Linked DNA regions of Arachis hypogaea: region 1 is linked to region 2. Evidence: chromatin contacts called from public Hi-C data. All regions are on one chromosome and are shown on one strand. Each heading gives the region's core, a stretch centred on a gene start, on an enhancer-like site or on the middle of the called end of the contact. The rest is flanking DNA. Distances are from core to core; before and after follow the strand shown. Region 1 holds the start of LOC112769373. Region 2 holds the start of LOC112771370 (ribokinase).

The links. A called contact is a pair of places that touch in the nucleus more often than the background predicts.
Region 1: a contact with region 2 is called in a Hi-C map of leaf, with 5 times the contacts expected there. The contact joins the promoter of LOC112769373 here to the promoter of LOC112771370 in region 2. A contact is called at or near these places in 2 of 8 Hi-C or Micro-C datasets (leaf and an unstated tissue).

Annotation. Positions count from the first base shown.
Region 1 is chr18:39,046,076-39,053,253 of arahy.Tifrunner.gnm2.J5K5, forward strand. It overlaps LOC112769373, which reads right to left and starts at 1,709. Exons shown (of 4, transcript XM_072223935.1): 1 at 1,157-1,709.
Region 2 is chr18:38,891,211-38,898,309 of arahy.Tifrunner.gnm2.J5K5, forward strand. LOC112771370 (ribokinase) reads right to left here and starts at 2,373. Exons shown (of 5, transcript XM_025816097.3): 1 at 1,626-2,373; 2 at 1,168-1,353; 3 at 463-658; 4 at 258-370. The coding sequence starts at 2,279. The coding sequence ends at 279.

The DNA of each region.
Region 1 (7,178 bases), core at 459-2,958, 150 kb after region 2:
TGGTAAGGTCATTCTAGAGATCCTAATCTTTAATTTGAGTTAGTTTTACTGCATTTAGATTAGAATTGAATTTTATACAAAGTTTTAAAATTCTGCTACTGCACTTATAAGGATTCAGAAAAACAACAAATAGCAGTGTTTTTATAAAATCCATAATAATTTCAATTCTAATCCGTTGCTTCTAAATTTTGGTGAGATTACACTCAACACCCCTAGGTTTCAGAATCAACAAGTTTCAGGTTCATATCACCTTGTTTGGTTAATTAAATGTCAATTGGAAGGGCTGCTCTTTTTCTTTAAATTGGTTCTGAAATTCTTGCAAACAGCCTAGATTCCAAGAGACATAACTAACGCTAAAAAATAGATATGGACATGAAATTTGTACTAATTTAAAAAGCTTACAGATCTTTAAAATTCCTTTAGAAGCAACTTAAAATATTAAGTAAAACAAAAGTTCCGGTGGTTTGAAATTGACACTGCAGAACCAGAAAACCAAAAAAATTCTGCAGTAGCTACTTTTTTCAAAAATTAATATCTTTTAAACCACTTGACCAAATTCCTTGAAATTTTTATGGAACATTCAAGACACACCGAGGTTTCACAGAAAAATAATTTCATCCAAAATGGTGGTCTGGACTGTTCCCAGAATTTATTTTAAGTCACTACCAAATATGCAGAAATTCTGCATCAAGTAATTCCAACAACCTCAAATACCAAATCTTATATTTAAGCCTAAAATTCCTCTAAAACCATAATTCCATCTTTCTTGTGACTAACCAAAGTTGCTAGAGTGATTAGCACGGCCCTAACAATCCAGAGTCAATATTTTCCAAGTTTTCAAGTGCTTATACATAAGTGAACATTCATTTTTCTGCATCATGTTAAAAATAGAATTTTCACATGCATTTTTTATCATTCAATCACATAATAAATCATCATTCATCATCATTCAAGTGGATTTAGTTATAACCAAATCCATCTCAAGCACAACAGCTCATACTACCAACTAATTCAATCATAAAACATGGCCTTTAGCCTTCAAGTAAATTCTGCACATAGCAACATAAAACCTCAAGTAACATTATCAAACCCACAATTCACCAACAGCACCATCAATCAGTCACAAACATATCCTTCTAGACATTCTAACCCTTACCTCTTTTGAAGTTCAAAATTTTATTTCTGCTTCTTCCTTGAATTAGGAACCCTAGACACACGAAAGTGAAGATTCGGTCACTCCTCCCAAGGACAAATGGCTGAATCAGGCTTGAGCAAGAGAAGAGTTCTCACTTCTCCTTTACTTACGGTTATAACTGTACTAGCAGAAATTGAATTTAGAATGGCAGAAATAGAACAAGGGGAAGAATTTCTTTCTTTGAATTTGAAGAAGAAGAAGGGAAAGAGTTGCTGGTTTTCACCCAGCAAGGAGGCTTCGAAGAATCAGAATGATGAAGAATAGTGCTTCTGTCTTCTGGATTCGGTTGGTACCTCTTTTCGCTTGCCCTTTCTTGTTTTTGATAACTCGTTTAGAGAAGATCATCAAAGTGAAGCAACTTCACTTCCCACTCCGTTACTCTCTCTCGGCCAGCTCCCTCTCTTGCATTCTTTCTTTTTGTTTTGCGTTGAAGTGTAGAGAACTAAGAGTAAAGGTCTGATAATTAGAAGAAGAATGGAGTGAGGTGGTGTGAAGATGATACGTTGATTGATATAAGGAGGGAGCAACACATGCTCTGTTAGTGATCATTAGGTATTAACCCAAGGGGTGTAACTATGGTTAAAGCTTAATGGTTTGGTTACAAGAAAATCAGTTCAGTTGAAAAACAAGAAATTGATTCGGTTCAAGGAGAGAAGAAAGGTGCCATCATGTGCTATAATGATGTATCTAAGCTCTTCTTTAATTAATTCAAATGAATAATTAAAGATATGGTAAAAGGAAAAAAAGAAAACCATGGCTTTATAATGGAGGAAGGAAAAATTAGTTTGTTTATGAAAGGGTGGAGTCTGTTTGGTACTGTTTTTAATTTTACGTTTTTATTTTTTATGGCATATTTATTTTTTTTACTTATTAAGCCTAAATCTATTTTATTATTTTATGATGAGATGATTTTCTGATATTTATCGAATTTTATCATCACAGAATTTTTGAGAATAATTCTATGAAAAATTGGGGTGTTATAGAGAGCGCTGGAATTGGGGTGTCGTTTTGGAAATTGAGAAAGTGTGAGTGAGAGAGCTGGAGAAGGGTGGGGTGGGTTCGGATAGCCTAGAAGGTTTCTGGTCATTTTCAAATGGTTAAATTACACTGTTGATTCTCATACTTTCACTAAAATTGCAAATTGCTCCATATTGTCAAATATATGCAGTTCACATGTTTAAAATAAAAAATATGCTAAGAATATTCTGTTAAATCAAATATTTTTTAAATAGCAGAAACTAAATTACAAATTTTAATTCTCCTTAGGAATTTAATTATAAATTTTTAAAGTGTAAAAACTAATTTATAATTTCACTAAAAGTATAAAGACTAACTGTGTAATTTAATCTTTATTTTATTGGCTACAAAAGCAAATTAGGAAATTTCTTTCTTTCTGTATCCATGTTTACCACAAACAAAAGAAAATAGTGAAATATAATTAAATTTATGACAAATTCTGTGGTACTTATAATTTTAATGATAAAATTGTCGAATTTATTTTTTATGGTAAGTTTTAAATATTAAAAAATTATTTATTTTTATATTTTTTAATTTAAATATTAATTTTTATCTCTTTTTAATAAGTTAGGCAAGTATATATAAATAGTATAGTATGTACCTAAATTTATATACACTTTAGGGCACGGATTTGGTGGGCTTGTGGCACCGAAACGCCAAAATTATTTGGCTTGCAGCGTTTTTAATGAGAAACTTTTGGACTTTATATGTTTTTTAATCCAACGATAAATATCCTTATAAATTTAGTTTTATGTGATTGGCTACTTAATGATTTATGCGATTTTTGTGCTAATGGGACAACTTTATAAATAATAATTTTGTGATGGTTATTATTATTAAATTTGAAATATTTTGTAGTATTATATCAAAAAATTAAAAAATCAAATGTTTAAATTAATTCAAAACTGATTAAAAGTTTTTGGACAAGGTATTTTTTTTATGTATTATTTTGCACAGGAGGCAGAGATCGATGAACACCGGAGAAGGGGAGGAGGCATCAGGCCAGAGTGGGGAAGGAACAACAGCGAAATTGGCACGAGTGTAACGCTGCTGGGCAGGATGGCTTCTTTGCGACTATCTTCGTCGCCAATGCGCACGACCCCTCCTCACCAGCACAATCCTTCACCTCCAAGACATACAACCGTAAAAGAAACATAATCTCTTAGAGGACTTTCATCAAACACCATTCTTGCATCACCCAATTCACCAACTTTAGCATACATAGCAATAATTGAGGTGTGCACATGGCGATCAGATTGAAGGCCAAGCTTGATGACTTCCGAGTGGAGCTGTTTCTCTTCACGGGGAGCCTTGGATTTGAACCCCAGAAGCAATAATTTCGGAGAAGTTGTCGAGGGAATGAAGAGGGGAAGGGATATTGTGGTGGTAATGGTGATGAGGGAGATTCAGTATTAGTTTCTAGAAGTCCAGCATGGAAGACGACAGTGGGAGGAGCTGGTAGGAGCGGTGGCGTATCCAAAAATTTGATAAGAGGACCAAATTAAATATAAAATAAATTAAAATATAATATAATAAAAAATTAATAAAATATAATTTATAGTATATAAGTTAAAATTAATAATTATATTATATAAAAATTAATATTTAATTATATACTTTTAAGTTTTAGTATTTTTAAATTTGTTTTGCGATATTTCATATAACTAAAATTATCAATTTTCTATTTAGAATAAATTTTGAAGCATTCTCTTTTTCAATATATACAATCATATAATCTACTAAAAATTTATTTTTTTATTTTATTATAATAATTTTTATTATTTAAAAAGTCTATTCAATTATTATTGTTGTCATAGAAAAAATTAAAATAAATTTTTTTTATAGTTATTAATTTTTTACATTAATCTAAACCTATATATTTCAATTATTTATATATTTATAAATTTTTATTGTTTTTTAAATTTATTTTTTATTTATTATTAATATGTTATAATACACATTATAATTTATACATATTAAATTACTAACATATATTTTTTTAGTGTGTAATATATTAAAATATATTTAATCTATAATTAATATATATATATATAATAATAATAATAAACTAATAATACTACTTTTTTTTTTTTTTAAATAGGGGACCATAATCACCTTAAGCCTCCTTAGATCCGCTATTGGATAGGAGTTAGAGAGCATGGAGACGAAGAAAGTTCTGAGTTAACATGGAATTGGAGACTACAATTAAAGTGAATAAAATAAAAAGATAAAAGATAAAGAAAATTATGAAAACATTCCTCTCTTAAAAATTATAACAAAAAAACCCTATTAAAATAAAATATTTTATTTTACTCAATCTAGCTTACCAGTGAGCAAAATCACTTTTTAGGAGTTTCAGTAACACAGAGATGCGGTTCATCGAATCCGTGTCCTACACCTTAAATCAAACTATATATATTTTAAATTAAACACAATAGTAAGATTTTTTTTTTGTTTTTCAGTCTCTCAATCTCTCTTTTCCAACTGACCAACTCTATAAATGTCATGTTTGGTATTGTCACCCATGACCTATAGAGTCCGTCCTTTGTCACCCTTGCAACTCGCAAAAAATTGGCAGGGTATATAAGGTACACATCACACATTATTAAAGCCATATATGAATCAATAAATAAAAGAAAAATAAAATAAAATAAAATTATAATAAAATTATTTAAATCGTAAAATCATTCTACTTAATAAAATTTTTTAAATTAATTAGTTCATTTAAAATTATAATATAAAAAAAATTTAATATTTAAAATAAAAGTCAAATTACTATAATATAAATATTTTTTATTTTTAAAATTAGAAAATAATAAATTTTTTTAAGTTCTTTCTATTTTTTGAGAGGGCACAACAGTTATTCGACTACATTAAAGAACCGCTACTTTTATATATAAATAAAAAACAAATATTCATTAAAAGAATAGATATAATTAGACAATCAATTATTAAATAAAAAAAAAGAATTACATGAAAAAAGTCTAAAAGAAGGGATGACACTCATCATATAAGAGTAGAAAGAAGGAGTTTTATAAAAAAAATTTGTTTAAATGAAGGAAACAACTTATTTCACCGGATTTCAATAGCTATACAATTCAATCGGTATTCTACTGTTCCTTAGAACGACAAGGAATGAAAATCAAAATTAGTTGTTATTCTCTTTTTTCACAAAGGTAAGAATTTTTTATTAACTGGTTAATAACGACGTGGATCCTCAAAAGGACAACAAAACAAAAAAAAAAAGTGACAAATGCCAAACATATAACATGTAACATCTAAAAGAAAAGAAAGAGAAAACATTGAGATGAGAAGAACCAGGGGAAACTATCTCAGGGCAGCTTGAGAGAGTTCTTCCATGGCGTTAGAAGCAGTTCACACTATTTTTGAACTTGAGGTGTCTTTATTTTCAAAAACTTCAAAGTTCTGGGCTAACCATATTTTTCAGAGTATTGCTTCAATCAAGCTTCTTCAGTGTTGCCACCATTACCAATACCTATTATCTTCGTATTTGAGGTCAGTGGCTTTCAGCAAAGGGTTTAAGAATTGTTAGAAAAACAACCGCAGTAATCAACCGTTCATTATCCAAATTTAAAATTCATATTTTTCTTATAAAAATTTCACGCAAAATAACATTCCACACATTTCACTGCTTACTAAGAAATCAGTTTAACCAAAACTTACCACTGATCCAACCAATCACGGCCTTCGGCCTAAATCAAATCAACTCAGCCTCCAGTCCAAATTCAAAACAAATCACCATCAAAATTCAATCCCAAAACAGAATCAATCACAGGCACAAATAATGCAAGGCAAACACAATCAAAGAGCAATTACAGCAAGTACAACAAATAACAATTAGACAAAAATTATCAGATAGGCAAACTAAAATATTTAAGCACACCCAGACAAAGCAAATAAATGCAGTATGATGCATGCCTGTCCTACTAGCTGTGAACTCACGTGTCAGAACCCAACACATCTGGTAGCTAACCCAGACATTATCTTTAGGTTGCGCATCCTTAGGAGGAACACAAACGAAGGAGAGTGTCTTTCCACCTTCTCCTAGACGAATTACGAAGGAGAGTACATTTTCACATCGAAGGAGTGTATCTTTCCACCTTACAACCAGAGAAAGATGTGGAGGGAAATAATACGAAAGAGAATGTCTTTCCACCTTCCACACATCCATACGACAAGAGAGGGAATCCCTCATCCTCAACTTGCCAAATCCATGAACAGGACAAAACCATCGTCCTCACAACATCTACCATACTCGCATTTCAATCTTAAACACGCAAGCGGGATAAGACCACCGTCCTTGCCAATCACATTTTAATAATGTTCAAAATCATAATCAAACTCAATTCATAATCATTTTATCAAAATTTCTCAATAGTCTCAAAACATAATTCTTTCCTTAAATAAATCAAATTCAAAACATAATACTTTTTCTTAATAAATAAAACTCCAAAACATACTTCATTTCTTTTCTTAATAATTTGAAATCAAATAATATAATTCTTGAATCCAAACTGTTTTTTAAATAACACTTCAAATCAAATCTCCAATTTTTATAGAAATTTCGACAGCATTTCCTCTAAAACTCGAACTTCTGCCAACTTTCAAGGGTCCCAACCAAACCATCTATCAACCTATTCTCAGCCATTTCCAGTATTAAAACATTTTAAAATCACAGCAATTCTAAAATCAAACCGCTTCTGAAATCAAATTATTTTCATATCTCAAATCATTTCCAATAAATCAACAAAACCAAGAAAACCACTTTTCATAATATTCAACCAAATCAATTTTACAAATCAATTTATTATCAACGACCGCACACCAACCCAACCAAATCAATAATTCAATCAAGCAAATAATTTCATTCATCCAAAACAACTCATTTCAATTCTTAAGGCTTACAAAAATCATAAAAAAATATCTTTTGCATTAATATCGACTT
Region 2 (7,099 bases), core at 1,123-3,622:
TCAAGACATCGGAAGGATATTTCATATTTGGGAGGATCCAATGATGGGAATTTATCATTTCTCATTTAAATAATAATTAACCAAGAATCATGAACACTGACAATTTAAGATCCAAACACCAGGAACTTCCTATGTAAGTTGAAAACTTGACATTATGTCGTTGACTAAATGATATCAGAAGAGGATTTTTTAATTTTTCGGACTAATAAATAAGAAGTACAAATGAAGGGTGACTGGGTGAGTATGAAAATAATCACCTTTTGTCTTATGCAAGATTCTCAATGATAGTTAAGAAGTTCCAGAACAGATTTCCTATCAGGCATGCTGGGAATGGCCCCCTTCACTTGAACACAAAGAGAAGCCGCGGCAGCTATTGCACAAAATTGGCACACAAGAGTTAGGCACATCTTCCATAATGGAAAATTGTAGAAAGAAAAGGGAAATGCCTACGGTAAAGCATACCGGCAAATTTGAGGCATTCCTTTTTGGATTTGCCCTCAACTAATGCAACAGCAAAAGCAGCTGTAAAAGTATCACCAGCCCCAGTGGTATCAAGAACCTTCTTAGCAAATATGGCAGGTTGCTGAATTGGTTCTTCTCCTTCAATAAAAAGTGCTGATCCTTTCTCCCCGAGTTTCACAAGGACTTGCTTAACTCCCTAACAATAGAGAAACATAAAGAACACTAATGGCATACAAACTAGAATCACACAGACATAAATAATGCCATTGCAACCACAGTGTCATTCATCTATCAATCAGCATTTTGCAATCAACAAAGACACATGAAGAGAAATTGAGACAACTTGGAATAAAAAAAACAATCAAGATATTGAGAGGACAAGTGCAATTAAATAGCTTCAACAGTTATTGAACAACTTCTATTTATTTATTTATCTAAGTCATGAAAATTATAAGGGTGGGTAATGAAAACCATAAAATTAAACAGTTGCTGTGTGCCACCCAATTAAGGGATAAAATATATATAATGGCATATCTTAGTTAACCAACATCGCATATAACATCAATGCACAGAGTGATCAGTTTTTCAAATTGATACTGAAACAATATACTCCTCTCAAAAGATCCATAGGCAATGAAAATGGTATACAAGAAAGGTAATACAAAAAAGCATTTCATGATGACCCAAATGTAATACAGAACTCACCCATTTATGGCATTTAGCTGCAGCCTGTGCAATATCTTCAAAGCTTTCAGTTGCCATTCCTGTAAGGCGACCAAGTTCAGTTTCATTAGGGCTCAGAATATCAACATAGTTCAGTAATTCTTGTGGAATTGGAGAATCCATGCCCCCAGCGTCAAAAATTACTGGGACACCAGCACTCCTTGCAGCCTGTATTTATAACATCATAATACATAATGCGATAATCACAAACTAGAAACTTGATTAAGGAAAGAAAATGAGAAAGGGGAAATTTTGATGAAATTTGACCAATAAGTAGGCACAACGAGGCCAATGTTGTAAAAGAATGCCAATCATATCTCTTTCAATCACTTTTAGCTTCTGAAGCAGTACGGATTCACAACACACACATACTCAAATAGAAACCCCACGGGAACGGAAGAAACACAAAATGCAATTGCCTTGGAAAGAGAAAACCCAACCTTTGCGACCTGAATGTTGACAGCATCAGGGATTTCCCTCTGGAGCAAGACAATGCCAGCGTTCCTAACAACATCAAGATCATGCTGAGGAAGAATCTCAGGCCAGCAGCTCATATTCGCACCACCAACAACAATTATGGAGTTCTGCCCATCAGACTGCAGCATCACAACAGCATGCCCAGTTGGGGTTCCACCACTAATCGTCGTCACGTGATCAAGACACACTCCACCACTCCTCAGCGCCTCGGTCACAAGCTTCCCATACGAGTCCTGCCCGACCTGCCCGACGAAGTACGTCGGGTAGGACAGCTTCCCTCCGCAAGCTGCCTGGTTTGCGCCCTTCCCGCCCGCGAGGGTCTGCCCAGTCTTAGCTGGCAGTGTTTCGCCTTCCTTTGGGAGCCTGTCGATCTCCACGTAGATGTCGGCATTCGCGGAACCGACCACCACGAGCGGCGGTTGTGGGTGGATTTTGGATGGGTTTGTCGAAGAGAGACATAGGATTGGTGTCTTGGGTTTTTTCTTCTTGTTGTTATGCTTTGTTTGGAATGGGAGGAATTGAACTTGGTTGGGGTTGGTGGTAGTGGTGGGAAAGGTTTGCAATTGGATTGTGTTCGTGGTTTGTGTTGGTGGTGGTGAAAGGTGTATTCCCTTCATTGTAGTTGGTTTCTCTAGTTTTTCTGTATTCTCTCTTGCGCACACATGCGACAAAGTCAATGGGTACCGAGATAGATGTGGCTATTTCCTATGCGAAAGTGACTTTGTTGGACCACCTTTTATCTAGGATTAGGATCCACTTGGGATTAGTTTAGCTAAAATGGGAATTAATTAAGCCAATGGTTTTTGTAAATACCAATTTTTTAAAATATTTTTCTTTTGTTTTATTTGTATTGTAAATGTTACAAAATTTATTTAATAATATCTTTATTTTTAACTTCTTTAAAAGGATTGATTTTTTTATTACTATATACACAATAAATTAACTATTAAATTAGTTACAGGTATAAAATATATATTAAAATATAAATATATATCAAAATAAATTATACACATAGTAACTATTTTTTGTATGCACACAATTTTTTTATATTTTTAATATTGGGCTTTGATGTTGTTAGAAACAAGAGAGTAATATAAAAGAGTGTATTATTCAGGTTGTGAAAAAGTACAATGTATAAGAGATATATATAAGTGTTGGAAGAATCAGAGTAATGAAAGTATACAATTCTATAATTAATATACATATATGCTATATAAATATAATGATACTAATTGATCTAATATTGATTCTAATTTATTCTCTAATAGCCCCCCTCAAACTCAAGTGGGAGCTAAAGATACCATCTTGAGTTTAGATACCAGAGTCCGAAAACGAGTCGGATGACGAGCCTTCGTAAAGATATCAATAGTCTGATCCAGTGTTCCAACAGCGATGAGACGAACAGCATCAATAAGGATGCATTGTGGAACAAAGTGACAATCAATCTCAATGTGTTTAGTGCGTTCATGAAACACATCATTATGGGCAACTTGAATAGTAATGCGATTGTCACAAAAAACATCAGTGGGGAACGACTGCGATGCACCCAAGTCTTCGAGAAGCTAACGAATCGAGACAACCTCAGCAGTGGTGTCAGCAAGAGTACGGTATTCAGCTTCTGTGCTTGATCGAGCAGTGAATGTTTGCTTCTTAGCTCGCTAGGAAATGAGAGAGTCGCCAAGAAACAAACAATAACCAGTAGTAGAACGACGATCAGTTGGATCACCAGCCCAATCAGTAAGAGTATGCTTGAAGGGATAACAATGAATATGTATAAAATAAAGGCCATGAAATAGGGTGCCTTTGATGTAGCGAAGAACGCGAAGAACTGCCGCATAGTGAGTAGTACGAGGAGCTGACAAGAATTGGCTAAGAACATGAGTCAGATAGGCAATGTCCGGTCGGGTGATAGTTAAGTAGACTAGTCCTCTAACTAACTGCCGATAAAGAGTAGGATATCCAAAACAGTGTCATCCATAGGAGTAAAACGAACATTAGGCTCAAGAGGAGTAGACTCAGTGCGACTATCTGTAATACCGGCTCGAGCAGGAAGATCCGAAGCATACTTAGCTTCAGAGAGATAGATACCATCATCTGTGGATATGACGTCGAGACCAAGAAAATAACTGAGAGAACCAAGATCTTTCATCTCAAAAATACGGTGAAGGGAGGCATTGAGATAAGAGATACCATCAACATCATCTCCAGTAATGATCATGTTGTCAACATACAAAAGCAGAAGAACAATTCTATGTTCACTTTTACGAATAAAGAGAGCATTCTTATTAGGGCTGTAAGTGAAACCGAGATTGCATATAGTGGTGTTGAACTTGTCAAACCATTCGCGAGGAGCTTGCTTAAGACCATAAAGTGCCTTGCGAAGGGGACAAACTTTGCTAGAAGGACAAGGATAACCCGAAGGGAGTTTCATATAGACCTTTTTTTTCAAATCTCCATTAAGAAATACATTCTTCACGTCCATCTGACTGAGAGACCATTTTTTGACCGCAGCAATGGCAAGAAAAGCTCGAATAGATGTGAGATGAGCAACAGGAGTAAAAGTCTTTTCATAGTAAATACTATACTCTTGCGTACAACCTTGAGCAACCAATCGTGCCTTATAACGGTCAATAGAAGCATCAGAGCGAGTCTTGATCTTGTATACTAATTTAAGAGAATTACTCAATGGTTTAGAATTTCTCTTCTAGAAATAAGAACTTCGTTGTAAGCATAGTTCTAAACCAACAAATAATTCCCACATCAAAAATTTGAGTTGTCACATGTACAAACCCCAAAAAGAATTAACCGAAGTATTTGAACTCCAGTTCGTCTCATAAGGAATTGCAATGAAATGCTTAATTATTGGCTATAGAGGATGTAAAGGGGTTTGATTTTTATATTGTTGCAAGAAAATATAAAAGCACAAAGTAAATGACAAGAAGGTAAAATAACAAGAACTAATAAAATAAAGGAAAGTACTCTTGGCTAGACATAGGCAATTGAGATCACCATCCTTGTCTACAAACTATATATTGATAATTATGAGAGGCCAAGCTCATTAAGTCTACTTCCAAAAGCCTTAAGTACGTAATATCTACTCCTAGGCTTGAAGTACGTCAAATGGCTTTGATCACATCAACCCATAAGTTCCAACCTATCTACTAATTAGATTAGTAGTGGGTTAGTGTCAATGGGTATCAAATTGATCACCAAGGGTTCTCAAATCACCAAATCATTGAGACCCAATGACTCAAGGTCATCCAATTCCCTTAGCCTAGGCCAAGAGTAAAGAAAACTACTCAAGAACTAAAGGAAACATTATATCAAACACTTAGTGTGCAAGAAAAGTAAACATCATAAAATACAAGAATTAAAGGAAACCCATGAATACCACAAGCAAGAAATCAATAATAGCAAGCAAGATCATCATAAAAGAAGCATAGAAACATGAAATTGCATTAAAAGAAAAATTAAGATCTAAGAATGGTTCATCAACATAAAAATGGCAAAATAGGGAAATTAACAACAAGAACTAGAAGAACAAAGGTGTAACAACAAGAAATTAAAAGAGAAAACTAAATCAAAACAAGAATTGAAAGGTGAATTTGAGAGAATTAAACCTAAACTACCCTAAATTCTAAAGAGAAGAGAGAGCTTCTCTCTCTAGAATTCTACCCTAAAACATGATGAAAACTAAACTATGACTACTTGGTTCATTCCTACTTCAATCTTTGGGTTCAATATCATCAAAAATGAGTTGGATTGGGTCCAAAATGCTTCAGGAATCGCTGGGGGCGATTTCACTTTTAATGGGCCATGTGCAGCATCGGCGTACACGCGTACATGGCGCGTGCGCGCCCCTATATGTGAAGCAAAATATGGAAAATTTTGTATTATTTTGAAGCCCCGGATGTTAGCTTTCTAATGCAACTGAAACCGCCTCATTTGGATCTATGTAGCTCAAGTTATAGTCGATTGAGTGCAAAGAGGTCAGGCTTGACAGCTTTACGGTTCTTTCATTTCTTCATGAGTTCTCTCACTTTGCATACTTTTCTCCTCATTTCTTCCATCCAATACTTGCCTTCTAAACCTGAAATCACTCAACAAACACATCAAGACATCGATGGAATTAAAGTGAATTAAAATCACCAATTTTAGGGCCTGAAAAGCATGTTTTCACATTTAAGTACAAATCAAGGGAGAATTGCAAAACCATGCTATTTCATTGAATAAATATGGGAAAAGTTGATAAAATCCCCCAAATTAAGCACAAGATAAACCACAAAATCGGGGTTTATCAAATCTCCCCACACTTAAACCAAGCATGTCCTCATGCTAAGAATAAAGGACAAGAAAAGGGGTATGAACATTTATTCAATGCAAAGAAACTATATAAACCTATCTACATGCATGCAACTAAATGCAAAATGCTGCTACCTACTTGGTTAAAAGTAAATCAATCTCTAAGAACATACATAAGCAAGTAGGGCAAAGGTCATATGATGACTCACAAACTCTACCAATTCAAATATCAAAATGAAGTTCAAATAGACTTGCAAGAAGAAAGCTCGTGAAAACCGGGAACAAGGAATTGAGCATCGAACCCTCACCGGAAGTGTATCCGCTCTAGTCGCTCAAGTATATAGGATCGATCCACTCAATTCTCTTCTAATCATGCTTTCTATGATTTGTTTTTCATCTAGCAATCAATAATTATTCAATGCATGCATACACTCATCATAAGGTCTTATTCATAGGTTGTAATAGGGCTAGGGTAAAGGTAGGGATGCATATGGTCAAGTGAGCTTGAAATTTGTATCTTTGATTAGCCTAAGCTCTCACCTAACACATGTAACAACTTATACAATTCTAATACACAACCTAGCTACCCATGATTCTCACTTTTTCCACATACTCATGCATCCTCTTTAATTAACATTTCATATGCATTGATTTTTATTGAACTTTACTTTGGGACATTTTTGTCCCCTTTTTATTGTATTCTTTTTCTATATATTTTTCTTTTTCTTTTTCTATATTTTTTTTCTTTTTATATATATATATATTTTTTTTTTCTACATTTTTTTTGAAAAGTATATATAAACATATCAATGCATATGGTTTTACATATGGTGCATGAATATGTACCCAATTTCTAATATTTTTAACAAAAATAAAAATTACACTTTTACCTCAACCAATGTTCCAAGTTTTCCATTACCCAAATGATACACACTCTCACTAGCCTAAGCTAATCAAAGATCCAAATTAAGGACATTTATTGTTTTTCACTTAGGGGTAGTGATGTGCTATAATTAAGAACAAAAGGGATTCAATAGGCTCAAAATTGGCTAACAATGGTTGATGAAAGGTAGGCTATTTGGGTAAGTGAGCTAAATGAAATGATGACCTCAATCATATAAATACATGTATACAT